2 separate regions of the Zea mays genome follow, and region 1 is linked to region 2. Evidence: chromatin contacts called from public Hi-C data. All regions are on one chromosome and are shown on one strand. The core of a region is the stretch at or near the end of the contact, and the rest is flanking DNA. Distances in the headings are between cores, read along the strand shown. Region 1 has its middle 84 kb from the start of LOC103655927. Region 2 has its middle 19 kb from the start of LOC100193197.

Evidence for each region. A called contact is a pair of places that touch in the nucleus more often than the background predicts.
Region 1: a Hi-C map of leaf shows a contact between it and region 2, with 5 times the contacts expected there. The contact joins two enhancer-like sites. A contact is called at or near these places in 5 of 25 Hi-C or Micro-C datasets (bundle sheath, ear, leaf and 1 more).

Annotation. Positions count from the first base shown.
Region 1 is chr4:222,714,653-222,717,697 of Zm-B73-REFERENCE-NAM-5.0, forward strand. No RefSeq gene overlaps it. Among protein-coding and RNA genes, the nearest start is that of LOC103655927, 84 kb to the right of the region's middle. Within about 2 kb of position 1,544, at least 12 of the 20 cell types and tissues checked have an H3K27ac peak or open chromatin away from gene starts, as enhancers often do. A contact at or near this core is called in bundle sheath, ear and leaf, where this site is marked.
Region 2 is chr4:222,422,868-222,426,005 of Zm-B73-REFERENCE-NAM-5.0, forward strand. No RefSeq gene overlaps it. Among protein-coding and RNA genes, the nearest start is that of LOC100193197, 19 kb to the left of the region's middle. Within about 2 kb of position 1,429, at least 19 of the 20 cell types and tissues checked have an H3K27ac peak or open chromatin away from gene starts, as enhancers often do. A contact at or near this core is called in bundle sheath, ear and leaf, where this site is marked.

The sequences.
Region 1 (3,045 bases), core at 294-2,793, 290 kb after region 2:
ATTATCAGGTTAAGTCATTACCTGTATCTAGAGTTCTTTCTATCCTAGTTCAGGCACTTAGCCTACACTAGCCATCTTTTATCACCCCTTAAGTTTACTGGATTGCTACGTGTAAGTCAGTGACCAAGTCTTCATGTCCGAGAAGTAACGGCGATCCGAATCGATTAATACCCAGCTGGGGATCTCCAGCCACACGACATATGTAGCACTTAACCCTTGTATATGTCAACTTACCATCAGGTTTCTCAAGACCAGAACGGGTTCACGCCACTCGAGAGCACAGATACACCACAGTCCAGCCTCTTGCCACGGAGGGTACACGCTACTCTCACCATCTCTCCACTTCCATTGCGTGGTGGCCTTTCAGGTATTGGTCTGACCGAGGCAAAGCTTACCCATGACGAGGCATGTGGCCAGTTAAAAGGTCCTCGATCATCAAGCCTACATCGGTTTGGTCCTTAATCGACTCAGACAGAGACACTACACCGAGACTTCCTTCTCGTGCAAGTCACCCGCTCGGTCTCATCTTTATCATTTGCAACCCAAAGTTTGGTACCTGACAGAGGTACATCTTTTCATATGTTGAACCCATCATGGCCATGATGGATTCACCATCAAGTCTTTTCTTTGAAAACTTCCCATTCCATATGAAGCATCATCTTTTGATTAAAACAAAACATTTTGTTTTCTAAAGCAAAGCTAAGCATCAGAAAACTTTAAGTAAAACAGGTATCAAGGAATGGTAATCAGTTCCAAGGATGGAAATGCAGCAATTGTTTAGCACACAACTCCTATCATCACCTAATGCATCATCTCAAGTGATAAAGAGTTTAAAACATCAAGGAAAGGGGTAAATGCACTGGGGCTTGCCTTGTGTTGCAGGAGGTTCTGGGTCTGTCCCACAGAAGTCAAAATAGAAGTTGTTCTCAACTGGGGGATCCTCAGCTTGTGGGACAACTTCTTCTTTGACTACAGCTTCTTCTTCGTTTTCTATACATATACATGAATGCTTATGTGATGCTATGAATATGCAGGTATGTAATAGAAACATACTAGGTTGTATCTTGAATACAACTTTCCTTCACGGTACACACTAGTGACTAGGGTTTCCTGAGTTAGTATTCTATCAGTACTAGGCAATTAAACCCTAGGAGGCTAGCTTATTGGGTTTGAGACCAAACAATGTCCAAATCACTTCAAACTCCACCCAAGGGCTTTAATCATCAAACTAAGCTTACCCAAAAAGTTGTATTATTTTTGGAGCTACCAAATTAATTCTAAAATTCTAAAAGACTGGATTTATGCATATTTAAATTCTAAATAAATCCAGGTTTGGACTAAAAATCTTGGAACTATTTTTATTAAATACTAGATGAATTTAGGAGTTTAGAAAAATTGGTCCTATAATTTTACCATTTTTTTAAAATTTCCTACAATTTTCCATGTCTGGCAGAAAAAGGAAAAAGGAAAATTATGAATAGTACCGAGCTGATTCTGGCCCAAACCGAGCCACAACCAGGAAAAGTGCGCCCGCGCGCGCGCCTTTGTTGGCAATTTTGCGTAGGACCCTCGGTGATTTGAAAAACCGGTAAAGAGCCTGTGACATTGTTTCTCTGTCTCGCTGACATTTGTGGATAAAACCTAGAGTTTCTGTTCCTTCTCCAACTCAATCCCCGGCGACGGCGCGCTCACCCGCCGGCCATCTCTCACGAGAAATCGCCCCAAATGGTGATGCCTGATGAAACCGAGCACTCGATAGAAATCCCCGAACCCAGGCGAGCCTAGGCAATGCTCTAATCGAGCTCATCCGGCCCTGGATTCTCCTATCTACGACGACGACAAAAACCGAGGGCGGGCCAAGCCGTTCCCGACGATGAGGCGCGGTAGCGTTCGAATTCTAAGTATGGGGAGCATCGTCACACCGAAAGGAAGCTAGAACAGATCGTAATTGGGCTAGAACTACCTTCGGCGACACTGACCACGGAAGAGCTCTCCTCGGCGACCAGTTTGGCTGATTTGGGGCAAAACCAAAATTCGCGGTCCACAGTGGCTAATCGGAGGCGAGAGTTGGTGTTCGGGTTTCGTAATAAGCTAACGAAGCTGGTTGTGCACTTAATTTATAGTATCCGTAAGCGGTGGCTCCAAATTTGGAAAAAAGAAGTTGGTGGCCGGAGAGGGGGAGTGAGTCACCGACGCGAAACTACTGTGACGTTCACCGGGGCAATGTCTCAGGCGATAGACGAGCTATCCACGACGGTCCACTGTGACGTGGTAACACTCCCGAATACGTGGCGTCTAGGCGGTAAGCGGCGAACTCTGGCGATGGTCATCTCGACCAGTCACGGGGCAAGTGGGTATGGCGGCCAGCTCACAGCCCCATCCGCGGTCAAGATCTTTCACCCGCCACGGTTATCCACTTCACACCGGCACGAATCACGGCGGCCGGCGTGAATCGCGACGCCAGCTCACCGGCGGTGACAGATTCACTGAATCAGTGATCTGGTTCAGTTACTGTACCATCAGAATCACATTCAGCTTGTTCTGACAGAGCAAGTTTAGGAGCTCTTTTCACAAACTTTTATGTACTAACCTACTAATTTGTTTGTAGCAAAGTTGATCCCCTACATACTAGCTTTGATTTTGTTATAGCAACCTCGATCAAACATCCACTGGATCTTATTCAAAATTGCTCTCAAAGTTTGTCCCAGTTCACTGTCAGTCGAAATTTCAGCTTCAGGGTGACTGACAGCCTAATTTTAGGTCCATTTATCTCCCATTTTCATACAGCACCAATGCTCAGTCACTTAATCAAACTTGTACCCCTATGCTACCTCTACAAACTTGTTGTAGTGACCTAGGGCAAAATCTTCATGGATTAAGAAACACAAGGTTCCAAAGTCAACTTAAACACACTAATTTCAGAGTTAGCCATATGGGTGTCCTTGTGACTTTTTCACAAATTAGTCCAATTTGTTCCACATTACATGAAAATCCTCTAATGTAAAAGTTGTTTAGTTTTTGATACTTTACCACTTTGATATATGC
Region 2 (3,138 bases), core at 179-2,678:
CATGGCAGTGCCACACGCGAGCTTGCAGAATCATGCTAGCTGCGCTACTATTTTACTACTCCCTCCATCCTGAAAATGGTCACAATTCTAAAAAACTCGATTCTTGGTCAAATATTTTTAAAACTAAGCAATGTTGTAGAAAAAAACTATTAATACCATAAGGTATATATGATTACAGTACAGACGTACTGGGACTACTGGTCCAGTGCGACTGTTGACATCGGCGTCCAACAGTTTCACCTGGACGGACGTCCTCTTCCGTTGAATGAGGGAGAGAGAGAGAGAGATGACGATCAGCATGGAGTAGGATCCGATCGTACAGCTCAGGGGACACCTGCACGGCTGCACACCAGCGTCCAAACTCTTGATGTGATCTTACCTGAAACAATGCTACGCAACACTGAGGCGACAGGCAGCAGTTGCCCTGGCCCACGGGGCACAACACGTGTTCGATCATCTTCTCCACTTTCCCCAACGTCTGATCCGATATGATATGATGATTAGAATGCCTCTTCGACCGATAGTAAAACGTACAGTGGTGTGTTTTTAGCACCTAGTTTTCAGCTAGTTAGTTTGTAACTAAAAGCACCATATTGGTTTGTAACTAAAAGCACCATATTAGCTAGTTAGTCATTTAATTTTGTTTGGGTAATACTAAGCTTAACCTAGTTGGTTTGCTTCCACATGATGGAAGGTCTCCTTCTGTCATAATGTTTATTAGCAGTTTGGAGACCCAAGTTTAGAAGTTGGGAACCAAACATCATCCCCTAACTATCATGAGCCAATAATAACCAACCGCAAGAAGGTATAAGCAAAAATATCCAAGTGCCTTGAGAGGTTAATTTTATTATGTGGGTGAAAGTGAAGGGGACAGCTCGTCATGTGTCTGTTGTTCCCCTCTGATTAGTTGCAGTAGACACGGATTGACATGCATGGTGTCGTCTAGCTATTTATCACCAAAGCATCATGTCCTACCACCGATTGGCAATTATTAGCTGGTGGTCACTGTGTGGTCAATCAACAGTACAAGTCATACATACGGCATTTTTTAATATAAAAAAGCAACAACAATTCATTCAACCAGTACCAGTTTTAGATCCTTTTGTTAGATTACAAGAGCATTTTTTTTCTGTATTTTAAAAACTGTTTCATGTAAAATCTGTGTAAGGTTTTCTTGTGTGAAATTCCTACCCCCTCTAAATTAAAGGAGCACTTTAGCTAGGACTAGGAGTGAGCTATTAGTAGCCACATAAACAATAACTATTTGTTTCGCAAGGCCCGTGTAGGAGTGAGAGAATAGTGGAGTTACTACTATTTGGTCCCATTCATTTTGCACCGGTACGGAGGGAGAGGACACGCGTGAACATGACGACAGGGAAAGGCTGGACGAGAGGTGGCCCAAGCCATTCTGTTGGTGTTGGGAGGGCGCCACCCACCCACGCCACCCGCGCCGACCGACAAAGGCTGCCCCAGGTCGATCTCTCTGGATCATTGCCCTGCGCCGTGGTCGTCGCCTCCGGGTTCTCCGGCTTGGCCACACGAGTAGCTGCTTGAACCAGAGCCGTAGCTTGGCCGGCGTTGCCTTTAATTTGTTGCCGTCGCTCGATAGATGGCCCGGCCAGGACGACGAGCCCCGGCAAGCTGTCTGCTAGAGTCTGTCACGTCCTTTCCTGCCGTGTACATCCATCCGCGCCTTTCAAATCTCCGCGGGCATACTCTGTGACTGTTTAATAAAACAACCACCGTACCACCTGAGAAAACAGCAGTATCCATATTTGAAATCAGTAGCAAGAGCAAACTTGAGGATGGTATAACTGTCTTGTAGGTGTACATATATCATGTGATGGTAATACATATAAGATGAACATCTACTCTTTATAAGGGGTCTATGTAGCACGGCTCCGGCTACTCTAAAAATAACTCCGGTTCCTACTTTTTTCAAGAGCAGCTCAGCTCCCCCATAGAAGCCAGTGTTTTTAACAAATCGTTTGGCAAAACGGCTACTCTTGACGTGAGAGAAGGGCAAAATAGAGAAGGGAGGAGCCGCAAGAAGCTTTTTGGCTCCAGCTTCTCTCTATAAAAATAGCTCTGACTCTTCGTCAGTGCTCTTTGTTGGCTGCTCTTATTTTGAAACCGTTTGGGAGGGGCCAAAGCCAAATTTAGGAGCCCTCCCAAATAGGACCTACGTAGTTTAACTTCTGTTTGAAATACGTAGCATTAATGCCCGTTTCAACGCACTAGAGGCTAATAGTTAGATGTTAAAAAGTTGCTACTGAAATTAGCTAATAACTAACAAATAGTTGGCTAACTATTAGCTACTTTTAGCTAGGTTAGACCAGCTAATAACTAATGGATAGTTAGTGTGAGGCCAATAGCTAGCTGGACTATTAGCTAGAGATGTTTGGATGTCTACAACTAAAAGTAGCTAATAGCTAAATTATTAGTTCGATTGTTTAGATGTCTCTAACTAATTTTAGTAGCTAACTATAAACTCTTTTGTATTCAAACATAGACATGTGTTCGCTGCTTAAAAGTAAATTCGTAATGGTGGATTTTGACATCGGTGCCCACCTCGTTTACCGCACAGGTGCCCACCATTAACAAATGCTAGTGAAAAAAGGACGTTAGGAAAAAAAGGTTTTCTTGAGACATTTCAGAGTATTTTAGTTTTCGGGTTTGTTTGGAAGCTAGATGATGAGGTGGATTCACGAGAATAAAATCCCTTTTCTATTTAATTTTTAATATCAAAGATGCATGTTTTAGCCTTTCGAATCACCTCCATTCCTCTGGGTCTGTTTGGCACCAAAATAAGCACGCGGACGGTCCGGCCTTGAGGCCGGACAGTCCGCGGTCCAGACAGTCCGCGCTTGTGGGCCGGACGGTCCGCGCATGCGCAAAGTAGATTAGGGTTCCGAGTTTTGTGCTATGTTTGTTAGCTAGATTCGTGGAATCAGCTCGGAATCCAGTCGTGTAAAGGGTCCAGCCCCCCTCCTCTATAAAAAGAGAGGTCTACGGCCGATTTGTAATCATCATCAATCGAATCAAACACTTCTATTTCGCATTTTATCCTAGGAGTAGTTCTAGTCTAGTTTAGGTTTAGCCTCTCGATCTCCAATTTCTCGCTTCTCTTCGACTCTA